Regions from separate parts of the Mus musculus genome. Here region 1 is linked to region 2. A link is a contact called in public Hi-C data. All regions are on one chromosome and are shown on one strand. Each heading gives the region's core, a stretch centred on a gene start, on an enhancer-like site or on the middle of the called end of the contact. The rest is flanking DNA. Distances are from core to core; before and after follow the strand shown.

Region 1 (6,383 bases), core at 961-3,460, 310 kb after region 2:
GTTCAAGAAGGATGTAAACAAGGACAGAGGCAAGCCATGGGAAGTACAAGAGGGCTTCGGGCCCTTCAGCTGGGAAGGCTCTACCATCTGGTGAAGTCTGGTGGTGTGCCCAGCATCCAGCTTGGTGCATCTGGCCTGTGGACTACACAGTCATCTCCGCATCCCTAACTCGGTATGTTTCTGCAAAATGAACCTCTTTGGAAGCCCCAGCCTTCCCTGCCTGCCTGGTGCTCTGATGATGCACCAGCCCAGGGGCTCCTCTCCAGGGTAACTCTGTGTGGAACAAGACTTAGAGATCAGTTTCCCTGGCCTTGAGGGCAGAGCAGTTCTCACCGTTTGCACGATCTCACACCACACTCCGCCCAGTTTCTCTCTGGGAGTTTGGTGTTGAGGTGGCCGACACAGTTTCAGATATCTTGATGGTGTGTACACCATTTAGCTATTCCAGGGTACCGTGGCAGGAGAGGGGCAGACAGCGTAGGCTCAGAGTCTGAGTGCCTGGTTCCCATTGAGGTCCGCTGCTGCTGAGCTGAGCTGTGTGGCTCTGGGCAGTACGACTCATCTCTTGGAATGCTAGATTTGTGTAAAATGTGTATGTCAGTGAGGCTGCCTGTCCTGAGGCATGTGAGAAGCAGGTGAGGGGAACCCAGAGGCCTGGCTGGAATGTTTATGCTCTAAGTACAGGTTAACATCCATCCTATCTAGTATTATTGGCAACCAACATGATTCTGATACACCTGCCAACCAGGTACCTGGTACTTTGCTAGATGCTGGGCATTCAGAAGAAAAACCACGTTCAGTGTCTCTGCCTTTCTAGGACCTCTGAGAGTGGAATGGCATGGTTGGATGGAACCTTGAGATACAAACATCGTACTCAAGCCTTCCAGTGTGTACTTTAGGAACTAAAGTCAGCACACAGAAGCACCCACCCTGAAGTCCCTGGGAATGAGCATAGCTTGGATTTCTGGCCAATCTGCAATCTTTCCATTGTATTCTCCCTGATGTTCAAGCATCTCCACCAAGCCCTCTCTGCCTTTGCTTGCACACAACTGCAACTGGGGTGAGCAGCCTCATTCTCTATTCTCTGATGCTGGGCATCCTGTCCCCTGGGTTGCCTCTCTATAGCCCGTCCTACTGCTTGCATCTTTTAAGCCTTCTGATCAACCAGGGTTGACCAGAGCAGACCTGGTGAGCTGTCACGAATTGGCTCTAAGTCTAGGACAGGATCTCTGACATCAAGGAGAGATTTTGGCAGAGGTGGCCGGTTGCCCTCGAGGATTCTGGAACTTTTATCCCACCATTCATTTTCCCATTATGATGTTGTTTGGGCAATGAAACTCCTGCTGGTCAATGGACCTATATGGAAGTGGTGGGTATCAGATCTAACTGGAGACATTTGAGAGCTTATGAGGCATTACCAGTTTCCTGTACAGTGACCTTGAAGGCTATGTGCTGAAGGAGGTGAAGTTGGTAATAATGTCTTTCATGACTGGCTGGGTCACTACATGAAGGAAAGCACAAAATCCCTGAAACTGCTCCTAAAAGAAACTAGCCTTGTTCTCCATTAGTGGGACTTGAAGCTTATTTGTTTTTGCAGCATTAGCCTACTCTGGCCTGACAGATATACAATCAGCTCTGGTCTTTGTTCTTGGCTGAGGAGTTATGAACAGGGTGACCACAGGCATATAGCATTATAGTCATAGGTATGGTGCAGATACCACTGCCACCTCAGTCTCTTGGGAGAATTTCAGGAGGAACATAATACATGTTAGACACATAGAAAATCTCAGAAAATGGCTGGCACAATTTTTCATGTCTACCATGTCATTTAATACCCTCTTACAGATTAATAAACCATGATTCAGATCAAGCTCTCTCATAGGCATACAGTTCAGAAATAATAGATAACCAAGAACAAGTTTCAGGTCCTAGGTTTCCAGTGGACCTGGGTTTCATGTGAACCGTGGGAAGAGAACATTTATTATCCTGTCCACACTGGCTGGGGACTTTGGCTGTCCCCTTTTGGGCCTGTTTTCTTGACTGGTTTACTCAGGTGAGTGACAGAGACAGCGATCTTATTGGAAAGGTGTTGGGCTTGCTCGTGTCTATAGCAAAGTCCTCTAAAGGTCTGACTTTGTTCACAGGTGTGTGCCTTTTCAAAAGCTTCTGCTTTTCAGCTAAACAGACATGAGATCTTGACTAAGATGGCTCTGTTGCACCCTCTGGTGGCCACCACCCATGAACACTCCAGCTAGCACCGTTAAGCCAAGGACGGGGTCAGAAGAAACTGGGCAGCCATGGGCTGGTTTTGCTTTCCTGGCTCAAACCACTGTGTAGGGCTCATGTCTAGAATTCTTGTGCTAGGAACACCACCTAGAGTTCTCATCCCCCAGGTACCAAATGTCATGATCAGTGTTCAGGACACAGTGACCGAGACCTCACTTTTGATGTGTTTGCTAGCTCTACCCTCTGACGCACTACATGTCTGCCTGAGTCTGCTTCTTTTCCTCAAGATGCTATGCCTCATCAAATTAATACATATGAGGCCAAAAGCAATACTTTTTTTTTTATGAGCGTTACTGCTGTCTGGTTATCTGTTACCATGGCTTCCAACCTTCTCCTGGCAGAGTCCTATTCTTGCCCACAGCCATTTGCAGTACCCATTGCCCTTGATAGTCTTCTGTTAGATGAAGAATATACTAAGCCTGCATTTTCTCGTGGCACAAACTGTGGCATCCCTTTTACTCTATAGAGGTCCATCTATAGAGGATGCAGGCTTTGATCACCGATTCCAAGGACCCATGGGTACCCTTGTTCCAACCAGAGCTCCTCCTGCAGGGAAGAAACTCTTCATCCATGAGTAGACCCAGTCAACTTGAGCTTCTTGCTTGGGGCAATGCTTTCACAAAGCTAGTCCAAATGCTGGAAAGTATGGAGGAAGAGTGTGTCTCAGAGTCCAGAGGCAGCCAAGGAGGCCACGAGAGGAGGCTGCACCTAGGAGCTTAAGGCTGAGAAGCCCTTAGCCCATGGAACTTTCCATTTCAATAGTATTCATGGAACCCTGACTTGAGAGCTCAAAGAAGAAACCAAGATCTTTTGTTTTAGGTCTGCCATGGGCAAGGAATACACCTATGCTAAGTGGAAGAGGACCGGAGAGAAATGGCTTGACTCCCTGATTGTGGACCACACCTGCAGTGTCCAGAGCACCCACAGCCCTGACCTTTGTCACTTTCCCATCCTTTCTGTTGTCCAATGACACCATCCAGAAAAGGACTCCACCATCATTTTCCCCCATGAGAGATTCTGGCACTATCTTTGTGCTGTATGCAACCCAACTGCTTGGCCTCAATAGCCTGACCCCACCACTTGGCTGCCTGTGTTTCCCTGTGCTGGTGAACTGCAGGTGGGTCGATGTGGTTTGACTCAGCTTGTACAGTGGTCCTCCATGTCCCACTGCGTTCATGTATATCCCTGGGGACTGGTGGCCTCTCTAGCTCTTTCTTCTATTTCTTGCACAGTTGTCTCTCCTCAGATCACTCCTTCACCTATAGGCAGTTGTGATCCAGACTCACCTGATCAGGCTCTACTCCTGTGACAAAACATCTCAGACATAAATCCTAGACCTGCTTCAGGGACCAGTTGAAGTGATGGAGAAGCTAAATCAGCAAACAGTGGAAGTTAAGTATGTTCTCTTCTGCTATAGATTAGAGTGTAAGGCTTAGCATTGCAAGGAGCTATGGATGGTCCCTTTTGTCATCTTGACCATCTGAAGTGTTCATTTAGTTTCGTGTGTGTGTGTGTGTTTGTGTGTGTATTGTGTGTATGTATATGTGAGTGTGTGTGTGTGTGTGTGTGTGTGTATGTATTTGTGTATATGTGTGAGTGTGTATAGGAATGTGAGTGTGTGTATTGTGTGTATGTGTTTGGATATGTATATGTGTGCACATGTGTGTGTATATGTGCACATGTGTGTGTGTCTATGTGTGTGTGTGTCTGTCCACCTTAGTCTGCAGTACTGAAGCTGAAAGTTTGCAAGATTCTAGATGTGAGAACCAGCAACAGCCGGTCTCTGTGAGGTAACTGAGAACTAGGGCGACATAATTTAGTAATGCACGTGGCAGCGGATTCACTTTACCTTCTGGCTCGGGCCCTGGACAGTCCCCGTGTAGGACCTGAGGGGTGGGAAGTGAGGAGAAAGTCCTATGGTGGTAGGAGTACCTCAACCACATCCTCAGGGATACCCGTGGTGAGTACGAGAGGCTGAAGCAGAGGCCAATGCCTCCCCAGCAACCCCTGCTTAGCTCTCCCAGCGTGCGGGTGCTGGGCCTCTAAAGTCCACTACTATGTAGTAAGGGATGGGCCTCTGAGGACACAGTCATACCTGTGTATCAAGGGACTTGTGCTAGCTCTTTAATGATTTCAAAATCCACTGATGCTGAAATACCTTATATCAAACACAGGAGCAGCCTTGAGGACTCTGCATTCTCCAAGACATTGTGGTCAGATGGGATGTCCCAAGGGCTGGGTGCTGTTTAAGGCCACTATATGCAGGAGGTGCCAGGAAACCCCTAGTGCTTTTCTGCTAATGTACATTCCAGGAACTCGGGCCTAAGACCAGCATGAGGAAATAGAAGTACAGGGGACAAAGGAAGGAAGCCAGGGTCCTCAGGGACCCACTAGAGCATGCTGCCACCGTGTGGCTGCTTGGCTACTGCACAACTAACAGAGTGGCTTATGGTTTCAGTTGTGCAATAGGGTCTGGAGTGTGTGTGTGTGTGTGTGTGTGTGTGTGTGTGTGTATGTGTGTGTGGTGTTTTGGTATGGTATGATGATGTGTGTGTTGTGTGTGATGCTGTGTTGTGCATGGTGGTTTTCATGTACTCTATATGTGCAGTGTACATGCTGTGTTGTGATGTGTGTTTATGTATTTTATGTGTGAGGTCTGTGTTGACTGACTGTATGTGCATATGTGTGATATGTTATATGTACATTAATGTTTTATATATGCACATATGCATATGTGTATATGTGGTGTGTGTTGTGTCTGTTTACACTGTGTATGTGTAGTGTGTTGTGTGTGTTGTCTCTTTGTGTTGTGTGTGTTCACGTAGGTTATGTGTGTGTCTGAAGTTTGTATGTATATTGTGCGTGTGTTTTGATAATGAATGATCATGACCTCTGGGGAAGAAACAGATATGATGGAAGAAAAGGAATTCTAGAGATGAAGAAGCCTCCTGGAGAAGATGCATGGCGAAGCCTTTCGCTGAGGACAGGAGGCAGGGACAGAGATACAGGGAGCAAGGATAAAGTCAGACAGGGCTGGAGCCTGGCCACCCTTCCTGGTGTTGCTGAAGTGCCGCTGCCCAGTGCTGGGTTCCTTGCTAAGCCCGTTACCTGTAATAACTCGGTGCTTAATGCGTGTGTATACTCGGGTGTGTCACCATCCCAGCTTTACCATGGAGGTCAGGCACAGCAAGCTGCTCGGGCTCACACAGTTAGGCAGTGGCCCCCACACTGCCTGGCTCTAGGGCCACACCTGTACATGATGTCTTGGACAAGCAAGAGCAAGCGAGGTGGCATATAAACTGTAAAGCGCTGTACCAATCATGAGGGAGGGGTTACTGGCACACACCAACTTCACATGGCAAAGTTCCATTCTAAGGCTTCTGAAAATAGTTCTTTAAAAATCCAAGGAAGAGCACTTGTGTCATTTAGACCTGTCCTGTGTTCCTCCCAGGGTGTGGCTATCTCCTCTGTGTACATTGGGCCTCAGCCAAGCAAACATCAGCGCCACTGGCCCTGTCCACTTGGGCCTCCTGGGATGTTTTGTTTCTGATCTCAGGGCCCCCTGAAGATTGTTAAGTCCATGTGATGGACGAGAGCAGAGGTTAGGTAACTCACAACAGTCCCACCACAGGGAATGGCTCCACTCTGTCTCCAGAGTCCCCTTCCAATGGGGAGGAGAGCAACATCCCAGGAGACCCCAGGAGATGATGCATCCAGCCATCTCAGGACTGAACAGAACCATCGACGAGAAACTGCACCAAAGCAGAACTCCGAACACGCCCAAACAATAAAATAGCTCTTTTTTTATTCACTTTGATTTGAATAATTGGAAATATTCAACAATAAATAAAATGGAGCCGAGGCTGAGGAAGGCAGACTCCCTGACATCATTGGAAATGCATTCAGACCAATCAGGAGGATTACAAGACGTGGGCAGGAGAAAGCAAAGTTTAAACAGGCAATGCTGGGTCACAGGAGGCAAGGAAGGAAGAGCTTTCGGGCAGAAAGTGCTTGGAAAACTTTGGCTCGGAAGCAGACTTGGGAAAGGGCTAAAGTGATTGTGCCTAGAGGTGCAGGAGGAACCCATGTCTACCTAC
Region 2 (5,929 bases), core at 2,848-5,347:
ATTTAGGCCTGCCACTAGCCCCAGGCTTGAAGGGTGACAAGGACTTTGTTGTTTCTCTTTTTAGTGACACAGGAAATCATAGTGATAAAGATCACTGTGAGTTGACAAGCTCACACCTGCTTGCCCTTATTCTCTGAGATGCCCCATTTTACCCCAGCCCAGAAGTAACTGCTGTTGAGGGCCTGTGCACAGGAAAACTGCAAGAATACCATGTGCACACCACTTGAGTCTCACTATGACTTCACAAATAAGCAAACTGAGTTCAGAGAAGAAAACAATCAGCCCAGAAACAGAGTACAGGCCAGACCAGTCCTAATGCCACAATCTGTATGTCAAGATGCTGCCCAGGCCTGTTATTCATGTATGCTCTCAGTTGAGGGAACTATGGCTTGCCCTATCCTTATCTTCCTGTCTCAGGGAAGGCATGACACCAGGGAGCTTACCGCAGGCCACAGTCTCTACATGCATGTGGGAGAAGAGGAATAGATCTATAGCAAGGTAGTTGAGAGCAACGTGGGCTATGTGGCCATATGTTAATAAAACAAAAACCAAAAAACAAGAAACAAGGCTCACCTTTCTTTGTTTCACTCTCTCGAATCATGAAGCTACCAATCTTTGTATCTGGCAGCTGCAGCAGTTCCTCAGCCTTGTCCCTGCCCAGTCCTTCAAACAGCCAGCTAAGAGTAAAGAGAACAGCCTTAAGTGACCACAAGAAGTCAAGACTTGCTAACTCTAAAGTAAACACAATATCAAAAGCCAGTTACTAGAAAGCTGCCAAAATTACACAGATGAGGGAAGTCAACTGTTGTTTCATTCATTCACTCTGCATTCTTTCAAACAAAGTGCTCTGAGTAGCCATTTGTGCCCAGTGTTGCATAAGGAATGACTGAGAATATGTACTATACATGGTATTTCTTGCCCTGTTTCTTGGCACTGACTAGAGCAGGACCTGATCTTATTTCATCAGGTTGGTACACTATGTGGGCCTTTCCTGTACACTCTGCCAAGGCAACAACACTCCAAACAATGCACTATTGTGTTCTCTTATGGTATCTAAGGCATCTCGGGTGTCCTTGGTGGAGGTTTGGGAATGGCAGAGTGGACATGGGGAAGGACCGAAGTGCAGTGTGGTTCTGCTCCTGAGGAAGTGACACTCTTTCATGAGGATGCTCTTTGTGTTTAAGCATAATCGTTATTGTATGTTTGTATGTTTCTCCCTGTTTTCACCTAGCAATGGGAAAAGATAACTGCTGTGCTACACAGTGGCCCAACACAGCTGGGAGGACCACTTTCACAGAACAGTGACATACAAGGTACTCATAGTAGGACACTTTGTACCAAAGCAACCTGAGTCCAAACGCTATGGCCTCTGCTTCCTTTGCATGCTGAGCTCTGCCTGCCTCCTGCCAAGGGGTAGGTGTGTTGTTAACAGCTGCTGTATTCTAGAGAAAGGACATTGGCTGTTAATCCCCAGGCCTAACTCAGGCTGTGGAGAACAGTAGAACTTCCATCTCACTCCCTGCATTATTTGTAAAGGCACATACACGCTGAGGTTGAAGCACACAGGCTGAGCCCTCCTGAGCACCAGGATCCAGGACACCACAGGTACAAAAGTGGTTCCATTTACCTGTGGCTCCACATCCTGATCACTTTCTTGCTAGAACCAGGATATGCCCTACTTACAAATTATCCAGTTATTCCCAAGCACGACAAAATACACAATGTATTAGTTTTAATGTATATAGAAAATATTTGTACACCTAAGCCCTTCATAAAGTCCTATTCATAACTGTGAAAATAAAACAGTATCAAGACCCATGTGGGGATGTGAATTGTCTTAGCATATTGCTAGTGTGTTAAGCATGTAAAGGCAAATGCTTACCTAGATATCCTACACAGGCAAAACTTCCCCAGGCTCAGAAGAGAAGCCTGAGCATCAGACTCATTAAGTAATTTCTCCAAGTTACCACCAGTTGAGAGGCTAAAATTGTGCATTCTGAGGGGATATGCAATTCCTTAAACATTCTAGTGTCTAGTGTCTAGCTTTCTTTTTTCCATCTATTTGATGGGCTGACCGATAGGGCCAGGATTATGTTAGTCATCTGGCATCTCACCGCCTCAGCTCCTACAATTGCCCTATGCCTTCCGTATGAAGGGACATGTTGGTATGGGAAGCTGAGGAATGAGCAAGTCTCTGGTTTTAAGCAGTTTCTAACTCCAGTCTCATTGGACATGACTCCCATAGCAACCACCTCTGGTCACCTTCCCCATTGTAGCACAAGTGATTAAGATTACCCATAGTGAATCCAAGAGCTCAAATGCTTTCTTCCCAGTGGAAGCTAATGGAGTCTGTCAGGTGCTTTATCACTTGAACAGTGGCAGTTGTTAGCTTCATGTTTCCTCCCTGCTGTGCATGACCTAGCTCAGGTTTTGCCTTGGTATCTTGACAGAAGAGGAGCCTGCAGCTTGGCAAGGCTAAGTCATATTCCCAAGGCCCCTCCATGACAGAAGGGAAGCCTGAGTGTTAGTTTGGTAGTGTCAAAGCCTCACAGGAGTCCCCTGCCTGGCTGCAAAGAACCTAGAGTGCTGGCTTCTCCTCTGCCAGTGGCTGCCTTTACGGAGGGAACACAGCCAACGCTTACAGAAGTGTGATCGCTGTACTGCCCAGCACCACCTCATTTTTCTGGAACCTCCACTTCAGCAGTGTAAGTCTGTACCATTCCCCCATCATCCTACGCTGTGCTCTCTGCTGAACAACTGAGGATACACGGGGCTGAGAAGCTTGCCCGTTATCTCATGGTCTGGAAGTGACAGAAGCTAGACTTGAACTTACAAAGACTGACTTTTAGCCCCTGAATTAGGCTGCTTCCTAGACATGGTCCTAGAGTGCTCAGGTATGGTAGGAATACTATGTCTGAGTAAGAAGTCCCAACTTGCTTCATTTTACTGCTGGGGAATCAAGTCCTAGAAAGTGGGAAATATTACCCCAAGGATGGGGTAAAACCATCCCTTTAAGCAATGCTTTCTTTCCACTGTACAGTGCTAGAGCTTTTTTTAATCACCTGAGTCACCCATACACATCATGGCTGAATGGTACTTTTAAGATGTATACTCACCCATGGTACACTCTGGCCACACATATCCCTGGAATATAACTTTCCCGGCCAGTGCTGAGAGAAATGGCTTTCCACCAGCCCCCTTCACTGTCAGGACAAAGCAGAAAAGGAAATATGCATGTGTAAATGGTAAAGCCAAAGATGTAGTCATCAAACTAGCTCATTGCCCCTTGGGACACACCTCTTTCATGATCTGTCATCACCTCTTAGACCTGAATTTCTCCCGTTGAAAATTTAGATTTCCTGTGTGTGTGTGTGTGTGTGTGTGTGTGTGTGTGTGTGTGTGTGAGAGAGAGAGAGAGAGAGAGAGAGAGAGAGAGATGGTATGTTGGGATTGTCACATGTGTGCATGTGAATGCCAAAAGTGAATCTTGGTTGTCATTTCTAGGGATACTGTCCACCTTGTTTTATTTTCAAATCATTGAATGTATTCATCTGTGTGTGTGTGTGTGTGTGTGTGTGTGTGTGTGTGTGTGTGTACATTTCTGCATGTGAATGATGTTCAGGATGGGGCAAATGCTTACCATAATATGCATAGAGAAATAAAAGGACAACTCTATGTAGTTATTCCTCTCCTTTCATCTTTACATGGGTCTGGAGGATCAAACTTAGGTCACCAGGCTTGTGCACCTAGCACCTTTACGTGCTGAGCCATGTAGCTGGCCCCATCTTTGTTTTAGTGATAGCACCTCTCACTAGCTTGGAAGTTGTTAAGCAGGCTAGACTGGCTGGCCAGCAGTAAGGCTTATTTTTTCTTCTCAACACTGAGATTATAGGTGTATATGCTATCATGTCCAACTTTTGGAGGGGGCGTTCCAAGGGTTAACCTCAGGTCCTCATGCTAACTCAGCAAGCATTTTACCAATAGAACTATTTTCCCAGCCACAAAATTTAGCTTTTAAAGCCTATATATACCCGGCAGACATCCCTCACCACAAGTTACGTGTTCACAGGGGAACCTGTTCACATGCTGACAGTGCCACCCCTGGGGGACCAACAGTTCATTTCCTCAGCTGATATGCATGATTGAAGAGTTTCAAAAACAAAAACTTCCTGTACTCGTTTATTCCCTCAAGTATAACCAAACATCCATTTGCTTGTCTAGATCAATTAGACTCTTAATTGAAGTACACAGAGCCCTTAGCGTGTGTTATAGGCAGTTTAAACCTATACTTAAAGACAATGGCAGGAACACAGGCACTGCTGTTATCATATACAATGCTCTTGGATTCTGCTTCTCCTCCCAGCATGCCCTAGTGAATAACATCACCCCATATATTCAAAGGGTGCCACTGGAGGCTGTAAGGTCCTGGGAGGGCAGGCCACAGCAGGGACTAAATTTCTCACCTCACAGTAGGACCAGCACCTGTGTAGAACTGGACAACTGACTAGATCTGGAACTCTGATGGGTTAGTCATGTTTAGGGGATCATACTTGTTTTGAGAGGCTCACTCACTCAGAAATTACACGCAGTTTCTCTCCTCTCCGGAATATTGGGGGGCTAATGTCAGGAGATGGGTAGTCAGTCAGCACAGCCAGGAAGTCACTTTCAAGTCCTAGGAAGCAAAGAGGAGGGTTTTCACTGACCAGGTACAGGAGGCAATTGGGAATAAAGAGAGACAAAGCTGTGGGGGAGGGGAGGGGAGGGGGTGCCTCTGAAACAGTGGTTCTCACGTGTGGGTCTTGACCCCTTGGTGAGTCACATATCAGATATCTTGCATGTCAGATATTTACATTATGATTCATTACAGTATCAAAATTACAGTTAAGAAAAAACAACAAAGTAGTTTTGTGGATGCTAGTCCCCATAGCATGAGGAACTGTATTAAAGGGTTGCAGCTTTAGGAAAGTTGAGAAGCACTGCTCTGGAGCCTCCTAGCTTGTGTCTGTGAAACTCTACTCCCAGTCGCCCAGTGTCCCAGGCCTCTTCCCCAAGAAGATAGCCTTCAGGCAGGTCTTGTGGCCACAGATCTTGCTTCTATCACAGCCCTACCTTGATCCCAGTGTTCCCATCTGAAAAAAAAGGAGGGGGGTCGCGAGATCTAAAAACTAGGGTCACTTCATCTGGCTTTATTTCAGGGTCTGCCCTGTGTCTACAGGCCTCAGCATCTTAAAAATGGGATGACAGATAAAAGAACCTTACCCCAGAAGGCTATGAAAAGACTCCTTCTTAGAGGGATTTACAGGGCACTACTACTCCTTGAAGTGCTACTGACAGTTAATGAGTTAATGGTGTGGGCAGTGAGGAGTTGTGTGAATATTCCTTCCCATCCATGCACAGACAAGCAATTTCAGTTAAACTAGGAGAGCAACAATAGTCAGATAGATGGAGGGAGGGAGGGAGGGAGAGAGAGAGAGAGAGAGAAAGAGAGAGAGAGAGAGAGAGAGAGAGAGAGAGAGAGAAACAGATAAGGAGAGAGACTAGTTGTAAAGAAGGTATCCAACATGAAGAGTAAAAAAGTGAATCTGATCAAAACACACCATACACATATATAATTATAATTTTAAAAATTCTTAGTACTATTTCTTCAGGTGCCCTCTTTAGGCCCTGTGTGTCCCACATCTGTGGTACTTGGAGGAAAGTGTCAGGCTAATCAATTGTGAGGATCCTCCAGGGATCCTCAGGCTCTGTGTTTAAAAATACAAAACAACAACAACAAACACACACACACACACACACACACACACACACACACCCTTCTTCCTTGGAGTGGATGAGCACTGCGTCATACCTCTAATCAGTAGGGGTTTTAGTGGGGTTGAGACTGTGCATAAAATGTGAGTACTTTCTGTTGTAGGTATGTTAAAATTTA

What was found. A called contact is a pair of places that touch in the nucleus more often than the background predicts.
Region 1: a contact with region 2 is called in a Hi-C map of B cells, with 4 times the contacts expected there. The contact joins two enhancer-like sites. A contact is called at or near these places in 1 of 15 datasets of contacts at CTCF or cohesin (the NIH/3T3 cell line), 10 of 484 Hi-C or Micro-C datasets (B cells, CD4 T cells, CD8 T cells and 7 more), 6 of 115 datasets of contacts at active chromatin or transcription factors (bone marrow-derived macrophages, double positive thymocytes, large pre-B cells and 3 more) and 2 of 9 other capture datasets (adipose tissue and liver).

What each region holds. Positions count from the first base shown.
Region 1 is chr15:67,096,806-67,103,188 of GRCm38.p6, forward strand. St3gal1 (ST3 beta-galactoside alpha-2,3-sialyltransferase 1) reads right to left here. Exons shown (of 9, transcript NM_009177.4): 9 at 6,070-6,383. Among named protein-coding and RNA genes, the nearest start is that of Gm31342, 60 kb to the left of the region's middle. Within about 2 kb of position 2,211, at least 16 of the 459 cell types and tissues checked have an H3K27ac peak or open chromatin away from gene starts, as enhancers often do. A contact at or near this core is called in B cells, where this site is marked.
Region 2 is chr15:66,789,109-66,795,037 of GRCm38.p6, forward strand. All of the region lies in intron 41 of Tg (thyroglobulin), which reads left to right. Sla (src-like adaptor) reads right to left here. Exons shown (of 9, transcript NM_009192.3): 4 at 4,573-4,672; 5 at 3,117-3,203; 6 at 574-677. Among named protein-coding and RNA genes, the nearest start is that of Sla, 40 kb to the right of the region's middle. Within about 2 kb of position 4,098, at least 31 of the 459 cell types and tissues checked have an H3K27ac peak or open chromatin away from gene starts, as enhancers often do. A contact at or near this core is called in B cells, where this site is marked.